Regions from separate parts of the Mus musculus genome. Here region 2 is linked to region 1. The links are chromatin contacts, called in public promoter capture Hi-C maps. All regions are on one chromosome and are shown on one strand. The core of a region is the stretch at or near the end of the contact, and the rest is flanking DNA. Distances in the headings are between cores, read along the strand shown. Region 1 holds the start of Ankrd35 (ankyrin repeat domain 35). Region 2 overlaps Rnf115 (ring finger protein 115).

Evidence for each region. Promoter capture Hi-C pulls out the DNA fragments that hold promoters and counts their contacts.
Region 2: a contact with region 1 is called in a promoter capture Hi-C map of pre-B cells, with 2.1 times the contacts expected there. The contact joins the enhancer-like site here to the promoter of Ankrd35 in region 1. A contact is called at or near these places in 7 of 39 promoter capture datasets (the 3T3-L1 cell line, HPC-7-derived erythroid cells, embryonic stem cells and 4 more), 1 of 484 Hi-C or Micro-C datasets (CD8 T cells), 3 of 115 datasets of contacts at active chromatin or transcription factors (effector CD8 T cells, embryonic stem cells and microglia) and 2 of 9 other capture datasets (adipose tissue and pancreatic islet).

What each region holds. Positions count from the first base shown.
Region 1 is chr3:96,668,647-96,674,091 of GRCm38.p6, forward strand. It overlaps Ankrd35 (ankyrin repeat domain 35), which reads left to right and starts at 1,485. Exons shown (of 14, transcript NM_001356538.1): 1 at 1,485-1,803. The coding sequence starts at 1,765.
Region 2 is chr3:96,762,100-96,767,801 of GRCm38.p6, forward strand. All of the region lies in intron 3 of Rnf115 (ring finger protein 115), which reads left to right. Among named protein-coding and RNA genes, the nearest start is that of Rnf115, 37 kb to the left of the region's middle. Within about 2 kb of position 2,847, at least 53 of the 459 cell types and tissues checked have an H3K27ac peak or open chromatin away from gene starts, as enhancers often do. A contact at or near this core is called in CD8 T cells, liver and pre-B cells, where this site is marked.

The DNA.
Region 1 (5,445 bases), core at 235-2,734:
ATTAAGAAAGTACAAGGGGGGGGGGCTGGTGAGATGGCTCAGTGGGTAAGAGCACCCGACTGCTCTTCCAAAGGTCCGGAGTTCAAATCCCAGCAACCACATGGTAATGAGATCTGACTCCCTCTTCTGGAGTGTCTGAAGACAGCTACAGTGTACTTACATATAAATAAATCTTAAAAAAAAAAAAGTTGCAAAGGGCATTATGAATGAATGGTCTGCTACAACAGTTTAAACTTGGAAGTTTGCCAGAAAATACTGAGAGTGAAGGCAGGCTTCTGGTTTTGGTTTTTGAGACAGGATCTCTCTGTTATGTACCTCTGGCTGTCCTGGAACTTGCTATGTAGACCCACCACACAAGACTGGCCTCAATTTACAGAAATCTACCTGCCTCTGATTCCGGAGTGCTGAGATTAAAGGCGGATGCGTCACCACACCTTCTTCAGGCTTCTGTTTCAGAAGAACCTTGAAAACCATGTTAAGAACTTTGGGCCTAAGCCGGGCGGTGGTGGCACATGCCTGTAATAATAGCACTTGGGAGGCAGAGGCAGGCAGGTTTCTGAGTTCGAGGCCAGCCTGGTCTACAAAGTGAGTTCCAGGACAGCCACGGCTACACAGAGAAACCCTGTCTCGACCAAACAAAAAAAAAAAAAAAAGAAAGAAAGAAAAAAGAAAAGAACTTTGGGCCTATAGCATCTTGGGGGGGCGGGGGTGGGGGTGGGGTCTGCTGCTAAGCCTCACTACTTTAGTTCAAGCACCGGATTCACAAGGTGAATGGAGAAAGCCAACGCCGGTTGTCTTCTGACCTCCACAAGGGTGCCCACCCTTAGCGCATACTCATGCCTCAGTAAATGAATTAATGTAAAACACTTCTAAAAAGAATTTTGGGCTTTATTCCATAGGGTTCCATGAGTATTTGGGTGGGCTTGCTTGGTTTACAGGGAGGAGAAAGGAGAGATGGGAAGGCCAGACCAGTTGGCTGCAACTAATACTTGTCAAACAAGAATTACTAAGAAGTGAGTCTAAAGGATAAGGAAGGTCGGACTTTTTGTTTGTTTGTTTGTTTCTTGGAGTGGGGAAGCAGACAGTAAAAACTCTCCCCTTGCTGCTTTCTAAGATCTGCGTTAGTGATCGGCTTGATCCTTTGAGTTTTGTCCAACCTCTGGTTGCAGTGGGTCACAAATCACCCATTGGTGATCAAGTCTGCTTAGTGCATCACGTTTCCAAACTCTATAGAAGATCTTGGGGCGTTGGGAGGGAGGGGATGAAGCACACACAGGTCATGGCTATGACTAAGAGTCATTAACTGGTAAAAGAGGTTGGTGACATCGAAGCTTGTGGAGGTCCTTGAGAGGGGGCGGGGGCGGAACTGGGGGTGGAGCTCCAAGCAGAAAGACGGGGGACTTAGGGCCTGGAAGTCGCTGGTGCGGAGGCTGCGAGCATCCCTCTTGGATTCGGTAGGTAACTACAGGGGGCGGGCTTCGGCTGAAGGGCGGAACTTGAGAGCCAGCCAGGGTGGCCGCAAAAGACTGCGGGCTTTTTGCCTCTGCAGGGACGGGGTTAGGCAGGGCCAGAGGCGGGGTTTTAAGCCCAGCCTTCAGTTGAACGTCTACGATTGAGCGGGGTGGGATCTGGGGCGGGGCTTGGGGCGGGACCCAGTCTGCTTTTTGACAGCTGTCTTTCGGCACAGCCGTAGCCGAGTTGGGTTAGGAACTTGTGGCCCGGCTCTCTGCGCGTCCCCGTCCCCCCGTGGCCCTAGCCCCGGCCATGAAGCGCATCTTCTCCTGCTCCAGTTCACAAGTGGCGGTAGGTGCCAAATGTGTGGGAGAAGGGCTGTGGCTGGGATTCAAGCCCTGTGTTGACAGAAGTCCTGAGTCCCATCTCCATGGATGATCGCATTAACCCTGCCTGCATCAGTCTTTCCTGCGATGTTAGCAGTTCTGATAATGCGGTCGCCAGCCCTGGTAACTGAACTTATGGGTGTTATTAAAACCCTGTCCCTTAATCTTTTCCTTCCCAAGGTGCTTCCCCTTGGCTCCTTTTCCCAACATATTTGGCTTCCAGCTTCTGGTATGCTTTCTAAAGTTCTGTTCTCTTCCAATGACCCTGGTCTCTACTTCAGCTGCGGCTCCCAGTACCAACCCACCTCCAGACATCTGCCCGCCCCCACCCCAGCCTTTAAATCCGTTCCTACTTCTATCCCTAATTCCTGCCCTATAGCTTCACTTCCATCCTTGCCTTCTCACAACGTTCTCTCTCACATAGCTCCATTTTTACTCTTTGCTTTCTGCCCCTAACAGTATTTTCTGCCCCCAAAGTATTCTCACCCCAGTGCCTTCTTCCAACCCTTCTTCACAGCCTCCTTTACCAAACTTGCCTCTTCCACTCCATGACACTGCCTCTTCCACTCTCTCAAGCACCAATCCAAATCTCTTTCCAAGCGTCTGTCCAACATGGGGCCTCTGTTTTCTTAATTTCCAGTGACCTTTTCCTCAATATTACTTCCTCTACCTTTTGCCTGGACCTCCTGCCTGCTTACAGTGGCTTAACCTTGCAACCTAGCTAGCCAGACAAACGCTGTCAGAGGACAGACAAGTCTCCTGGCTGATCCCCAAGAGCCTGGGTGAGTTGCCTGCAGAATTTACCCTGGCCAGTTCTCTGTACTGTCTAGTCTTCAGACTGGTTCTTGGGACCAATCAAGTTCTGTCTGGTTCTCCCCCCATCCCACCCCACCCCCAATTATTCCTTTGTCTTGTTTAGCATTTGTGTTCATTTTCTTTGATTGAGTTAGGGGAATGAGATGGTGAAGGAGAAGACAGAGTGGATCACAATGAGAGAGTTCCTGACAAGGGTTACTCTCTTCTCCGTTCTCTCCCCTCTAGAGCAAAACAAAGATTTTGGAAGATGGTGGTTCAGGGAGGATACAGTTGTCCTTCTCTAAAGAGTTCTTCCGGAGTGGCCCTCTGTGGAGGGAATGGCGTCTTCTGAGGAGGTTGGGGGTATGAGTCCCTTGGTACTAATATTGCTTAGTTGACGCGTCATTCATTCATAAGCAGATGTGAGAAATGTTTGGTTATCTCACTGTGCCTGGCAGGCCACAGAAACCTGGCAGAAACCTGTGAAGCAAGAGTAAGAACTGTCTAGGCCTGTCTCTGTCCCATTTACATTTGCTTCTGCATGGAGTTTCTACACACTGACCAAACAGTAAGGGCCTTTACTCTTACAGATAACAGAAACTGCGGCTACCTGGGTTCTTAACACACTGGCTTAGCTCTCAGTGATTTTCTAATCCATGGTCACTTTCCCCTAATTATGGAAAGTTCCCAGAATTGTTCTCCCTTTCAGATTTATGGAGTCTGTTTCTCTTTAGGAGGGGGACTATTTCATTCTTTGTTGTTGTTTGTTTTGTTTTGTTTTGTTTTTGTGTTTGTTTGTTCCTTCCACACAGGGTTTCTCTGTGTAGCCCTGGCTGTCCTGGAACTCCCTTTGTAGACCAGGCTGGCCCCACTCTCAGAGATTTGCCTGCCTCTGTCTCCCAAGTGCTGAGATTACAGTCGTGAGCTACCACTCCTGGCTTAGTTCATTCTTTTTTGATTCTTCCATCCTGGTACTAACCAGGCCCAACCCTGGCTTAGATCCTGAAATCAAAAAGTTCAAGGTGATATGGCCCTAGGCCTTTTCTGGTTCTCTAGTCCTTGGGCAGTGAGTGCCTCCTTTCCTAGATGCTGGAGTGAGCGGTGGGCTAGATCTTGGGATCTAGAACCCTCCCTCATCCTTCATGGCCCTAGTTCTCTACGTGTTTGACCATGAGGAACGTCCACTCATCTGAATGCCTAGTATTGCAAGATCAGAGTTTATCAAGAGTGTAGGGCATGAAAGGCACACTTAGAACTGCATGCTTAGACTGAGAATGTCTTTTCTTTCTTTTTTTTTTTAAGATTTATTTATTTATTTATTTATTTATTTATTTATTTATTTATTATATGTAAGTACACTTTAGCTGTCCTCAGACACTCCAGAAGAGAGAATCAGATCTCATTACAGATGGCTGTGAGCCACCATGTGGTTGCTGGGAATTGAACTCTTGACCTTCGGAAGAGCAGTCGGGTGCTCTTACCCACTGAGCCATCTCACCAGCCTGAGAGAATGTCTTTTCTCAAATTAGACTTGCCAAAGACTTTAAAATAGGTTGTCTGGCTTCAGCTATGGGTTGTTCCTCAGGAAACCCTATTATCATAACCCCCAAGATGATGTCCCCCGCTTACCACACAGAGCCTTTTGCAGATCCTGTGACAGCTTTTTTTGGAAACCCCAGAAGCCCAGTTTCCCAGTTATGCCAGCCAATCATCTCTTGCTATTCTAATCCAAGTTTTTGCATGAGGAAGCTTCCTCTGAGGCAAGGATGGAGTGATCATTTAACACATAGTCTGCGTTGGGCTGGGGATGTGGCTGAGTCGAGAAAGTGCTTGCCTAGCATGCTTGAAACACCCTGGGTTTAATCCTCAACTCCACATAAAGTGGGCATGGTAGCTCATGCATGCCATCCCAGTACTCAGGCAAAAGGATCTGAGCTTCAAGGCCATCTTCTGTTACAGATGGAATTTGGGGCCAGCCTGATACATGAGACCTGTCTCCAAAATAATAATAATAATAATAATAATAATAATAATAATAATAATAATAATAATGTAGTAAATCAGCAAAATCTAATGTACAGCATATATTGTCTAGGAAAAAGACAAAAGCTCAGGCCCTCTAATCTCGGGTTATTTGACTCAGAGTCAATGATGCCTTCAAGGGAGGCAGAGACCTAGGCTGACTCTGCCTGGGCAGGACATAGACCAAGAGACAGGCTGGTAAATAGCTTTGAAGCTTTGGCACCAGCTCAGCATAGAGGAATTTCTGTTGCATTTAAAGTGTTAATCACCAGGTCCTCATCCCTCCAAGGCAGGCATTCCATTTCCATCCACCTGATCTTCAGCAGAAGCCACTTGCTCCTCCATGGCCTGTTGGTGTCTTTGTCCTCCCATCTTTGACAGCAAGCCTGTGAGTTCACAGTCAGAGATAGGAGAGGGCACAATTACATCCACACGGGTTCCTTAATCTCATCGGTAGAAATGGCATGGCTTGTCCTTGTTAGGGAGTCTGGTGATTAATTTGCTGATTGCTCCCTGGAGGCTGTGCTGCTAATCCAGCGTGTCCTTTCCAGGGTGCTGAGGCAGGTACTAGACTGAGTCCTGGACTTTGGAAGAAGCCCTCCCGTCCTCTACTTTCCAGTGGTTTTATTATGAAGAATTTCTACCTTTTCTATAGTCTCCTTGGTATACCGAGACTGTAGAAAATAAGCCGGGTGGAGTCAGAAGGACCCAGCTGGAAATACATACATACATACATACATACATACATACATACATACATACATATCCACAGTGCTAAAACACAAATTAC
Region 2 (5,702 bases), core at 1,597-4,096, 95 kb after region 1:
GACAGGAGCAATTCTGAGTTTATCTTTTTGAGATGGGTGGGTGGCCTAATCCCTCAACCATGGGCTGTTCTTAACCACTGATATGGTCTCTACAGGTTCTATCTCCCCTTGTTGGGTATTTCAGCTAATGTCATCCCCATTGGGTCCTGGGAACCTCTTGTATCTGTGTTTTTCTTTACTGAGTTGCTTAGATAATGCGAAACTATTTTGTATAACTAGCTGAATTTTAATTTTTTCTTTATTTTTTTATTTTATTTTATTTTATTTTTGGTTTTTTGAGACAGGGTTTCTCTGTATAGTCTTGGCTGTCCTGGAACTCACTTTGTAGACCAGGCTGGCCTCGAACTCAGAAATCCGCCTGTCTCTGCTTCCCAAGTGCTGGGATTAAAGGCGTGCGCCACCACCGCCTGGCTTTTTCTTTATTTTTAATTTCTTTATTTTTATTTCATGTGCACTAGCTGAATTTTAATTTTTTCTTTAATTTTAATTTCTTTATTTTTATTTCATGTGCATTGGTGTTTTGCCTGTCATTATGTCTGAGTGAGGGTGTTGGATCTCCTGGAACAAGAGTTACAGAAAATTGTGAGCCGCCATGTGTGTGCTGGGAAGTGAACCAGGGTCCTTTGAAAAAACAGCCAGTGCTCTTAACTGCTGAGCCATCTCTTGGCTGCCCTAAATAGATATATTAGAAAAAAAAGCTTTCCAAGAAAGTTTCCAAAATACTTAATATTTATTTATCTTTCAAGAGAGGGTGGAGTGGGGAAGGTAGTTGGGAAAGAAGACAGGAAAATGCTTAGCAGTTACAGAGCAACAATACTTGAGTAACATGTGAGAGGTAGTAGAGGGTGAATTTAAGATGCTTACAAGCTGACTCTTGAGAGCAGATGTCACCAGGTGTTAGGGACTTTTAAGTAATCAGAGCATCCCTGGGTAACTGAGCTCATTGCTTCAGGTTTTTATTAGCAACCTCAGAATAGCAATGGCCTCTCACTCTGCCAATGTCTATCAACACTGGTTAAATAAAATTGGCTATAGCCTATTACTGGAGAGGTTAGAGGTATGTGGGGTTGGAATAACCTGGTTGGAGGAGGAGACCAGGAGAAGGAGGAGGAAGAAGGAGGGGAGAGAGGTAGCTACCATAGGGGAGATGGATGATGAACACATGGTCAGGAGAAACAGTAAGTAACTGGGGAACACCGTTGGGGAGGTAGCCAGGCCTGCCGTGAGAAGAGTAGGATAGGGGTTACACCCACAGTAATTGTTAAAGCCAAATAAAATGACCATAGTGTGAGTCTCATTTGTGTGTAAGCTAGTTGGGGATAAGCTTAAATTGGTTGTACTACATGCAAGAATGCCTTTGAAACTAGAGATGTAAAGCTCAGGGTACGTCTCTAAGATTATGCATGCGCTCAAACACACACATGCATGCATACAAGCAGGCACACATGCATGCATACTGAACCACAGAGAGGTGGATTGGGGAGAGAGGAAGGGGGAGAGAGGGAGTCAGAGTCAAAGACACAGTTTGAGTGAATTGATTATAGCTGCTACCTCAGATTTTCTAAAAGAAAGGTAAAAGAGCTTCCAGGTATGCACAAGAAGACAGGGTACTCTGAGAAGTTTATTTAAGTAAAATTTGTTCTGTCACATAAGATGCATTATAGTTTATAATATAAAATCATGGTGTATAAACAAAGGTGCTAAAGTATTAAGAGTATCTCCGTTTGCTGGGTCGTGGTGGTCCACTCTCTTAACCTCAGCACTAGGGAGGCAGAAGCAAGTGGATCTCAGAGAAAAGACAAACAAAGAAAAAACCCCCAAAGAGTATTTTGTATCTGTATTATTTTCAGATTCCTTCTTGATATACTGTGACATAAGTACTGAAAGATATAACAATATTAAGTAGGCTTTCTTTTCCTTCCTTCCTTCCTTCCTTCCTTCCTTCCTTCCTTCCTTCCTTCCTTCCTTCCTTCCTCTTTTTTAAAAAAACAGGTCTTACTTTGTAGCTCTTGTTGGTGCGCAACTATGTAGATAGACTAGGTTAGCTTTGAACTCACAGACATCTCCCTACTTCTGCCTCTGCCTGGGTGGTTCACAACCACTTTTAACTCTAGCTTTAGAGGGATCTGACTCCTGACCTCTTGCAGATACACTTGTGTGTACATACCCATCCAGATACACACGCATATAGAATTAAAAATAAATCTTCGATAAAAAAGTAAAATTAGCTGGGTGGTAGTGGCACACGTTTTTAATCTCAGCACTCAGGAGGCAGAGGCAGGCAGATCTTTGAATATAAGGCCAGACTAGTCTACAGAGTGAGATCTAGGACAGCCAGGGCTACACAGTGAAACCCTGACTTGGAAAAACAAACAAACAAACAAACAAACAAACAAGTCTGCCATGATGGTAGCCAATCTTAAGATGATTTTGGGAGTGTCCTTTTCTTTTATTACCTTAATATTACAAACAGTTTAATTTTTATGTTCCTTTTATCTTGGCAGGGCTGGTCAAGACTCTCTTGTAGCTCAGGCTGCTTTGGAACTTGCCATGTAAAATGGCTGGCCTTGAATTCAGTGATCTTCCTGCTTCCAAGTATAGTGCTGGGGGTGGGAGGGTATGGGTGTGAGTGGCCATGCCCTGTGTTCCAGGAGCCCAGGGCTTTAGTTTTACTTTCACTTTCACCGTCCCATTGTTCTTTTCTTATTGTAAAATACATTAAAAAAATTCTCTCTCTCTCTCTCTCTCTCTCTCCCTCTCCCTCTCTCTCTCTGTCTCTCTCTCTTTGTGTTTGTGTGTGTGACAGGGTCTAGCTTTATAGTTATGGTTGGCCTAAAACTAAGTATGTGGACCAGGCTGGCCTGAAACTCACAGAGATCTTTCCCCTTCTGCTTTTAAAGTGCTGGGATTAAAGGTGTGCACCACCATGCCTGGCTTTTTAATTTTTTTTTTTTTTTGAATAAGTTATTTTCTGGAGCTAGACCTTTTAAAGCACAAGATTTTTAAATTATACTTTTAGCTTTTTAAAAAAATTTTTTTTAAAGTTTTTATTTATTTATTTATTTTGGTTTTTCGAGACAGAGTTTCTCTGTGTAGCCCTGGCTGTTCTGGAACTCACTTGTAGACCAGGCTGGCCTCGAACTCAGAAATTCGCCTGTCTCTGCCTCCCGAGTGCTGGGATTAAAGGCGTGCTCCACCATTGCCTGGCTACTTTTAGCTTTTTAACTGACTTTATCAACCTTCCTCCTAACCATTGCTAAGTAGAAGTGTTATTTCTGTGACAAATGGGATCTCCTTGCTTCTTTACATTTGCTAATAAAAACTTGATGAAGATGTGGTTTTAGTTTCAAGTATCTAAAACCTGGCTGAAAGTTAGCTCTTTCTTAGTTACTTTTCCTGTTGTGATAAAACACCCTGACAAAACAACCTAAGGGAGAAAAGTCCACTGTGTGGGGAAGTCTGGAGCAGGCATTTGAGGCAACTGGCTATGATACACACATGTACGTGGGTGGTGTCGCTCAGTTTAGTTTCTCTTTTCCCTTCAGTCTAGGACCCCAGCCTATGAGATGGTGCCACCCACCTCTACTCACCTAGTGTATATACTGCCTCATAGGGATGCTCAAAGGCTCATGTCCTAGATAATTCTAGATTCTATCAGGTAAGCAGTCACCGTAACCATCACAGAACAGCTACTCTGACGCTATTTACCTTTCAGTGTCATCTATAGCCATTATAAAGACATAGTAATCACATCACTTACTCCATAAGCTGGGATTTGTGATGTGTAAATGAGAATGACCCCATAGGTTCACATATTTGAAAACTTGGTCTGCAGTTGGTAGAACTGTCTGGAAAAGATTAGGAGATGTGGCCTTTTTGGAGGAGGTTGGTCACTGGCTTTGGGGTGTAAAAAGCTCACACTGTTCCCAGTTAGCTCTCTCTCTGTCTTGTTCTTGTGCATCAGATGTAAGCTGTCAGCTGCTGCTCTAGTGCCATGACTACCTGCTTGTTGCCATGCTCCCTGGCATGATGGGTAAATACTCTAATCCTTTGAAACCATGAACCCCACATTAAATGCTTTCTTTTATAAGTTGCCTTGATCATGATATAAAGCTACAGCTTGGTACTACAAAGTGTTATATTGCTGTAACAGGCCTGGCCATGCTGTTGTTTGGAGAAATGTGAAAGACTTTGTGTTTTTGAATTAGAAAAGTTGTTGAATGCTGTAAGCCTATAAGTGGTCGTCAGTGGGCCATCCTAGTAGGAGTTAGGAAGACAGTAAGTATTGCTGAGGCCATGTGGGCTATGAAGGCCCTGCTCAAGAGGTCTCATAGATGAACATTAGCTAGAGACCAAGAACTAGAGATCATTTTTGTGATAATTTGGCAAAGAATGTTGCTACATTTGCTTTTATCTGAATAATTTGTCTGAAACTAAATTGAAGAGTTTTGTTCTAATTTCATTGGTAGATTTCAAGATGACCTCATATTGATATGTGTGACTATTAGTGATCAATCACTCTTATGCAGATTTACAATGAAAATGAAAAAGCAGAGCAAAAAGAAGTATAAAATGTACTCTTTGAGGAACAAGAAAGAACCAGGAAATTTAATGTTGGGGCCTTGATTTCTGCTGAAAGAGATAAGGAGAAATGGAAAAAAGGGGAGTGATAGCCACAGAGCAAGACTCTCACGTAGCTAAGCCTGCAATCTGTGAAAAGAAAAGGCCTAAGGAATTATCTGATCCTAAAGAGCGACAACAAAGGAAAGCTTATATGAATGTAATTCCAGGAGGGGGCCAGGCTGCATCCCAAGCAGGCAGCAGAACTTGGCAGCATAGTGGTTCTGGCTTTAGAGCCATGAAAGATACAGGAGTACAGGGACTATGGAATTGTCCTCCATGGTTAAGAAAAGATGCTGAGGTCAGGCATGTGGAAGACCAGAAAGGCCATTACATGAAGCTGTGAAAGTGGAATCTAGATTGTGTTGGAGACCCTAGGGTGTTGGAGATGCCAGAGATGTCAGAGATGTGGAATATTTGCCAAGAAGAGCTGCAGACAGTTCTCGAGGGAGAAGCAGTGTGTTGTCAGCAAAGCTGGAAGGACGAGGCATTTAAGTCATCAGACTTGGACTTACAGGATTTGGGGGTTTCCCTTCTGTATTTTGTTTGGTTTTGTTCTGGTCCAGTATTTCCTCTTCTTGCTTCCTTTCTTCCCTCTTGGAATGATAATGTGTATTGTATTGTACATTGGAAGTGTGTGATTTGCTCTTGCTTTTGCTATTACAGGGGATTACAATTAGAGATTAACTTGAGTCTCAGAAGAGACTTTAGACTTGAGACTGACAGACTGTAGAGCTTTTTGAAGATAGATTCAGTGCATTTTGTAGTATGATATGGCTATAAAGCCTGTAGGGGCCAGGAAGTGAGATGTGGTGGTTTGAATGAGAATGGCCTCCATAGGCTCAGATTTCCCAAAGAGGTGGAACTGTGTGAGAAAAATTAGGGGTGTGTGTGCTTTGAGGTTTAAAAAGCCCACACCATTCCTAGTTAAGCTTTTTTCTCTCTGCCTTGTGCTTGTGGACCAGATGTAAGCTCTCAGGTTCTGCTCCAAGACCATTCCTGCCTGGTGCTATATATCCTGCCATGATGGTCAAGGTCTGTAACCCTCTGGAACCATGGACCTCCAAAGTAACTGCTTTCTT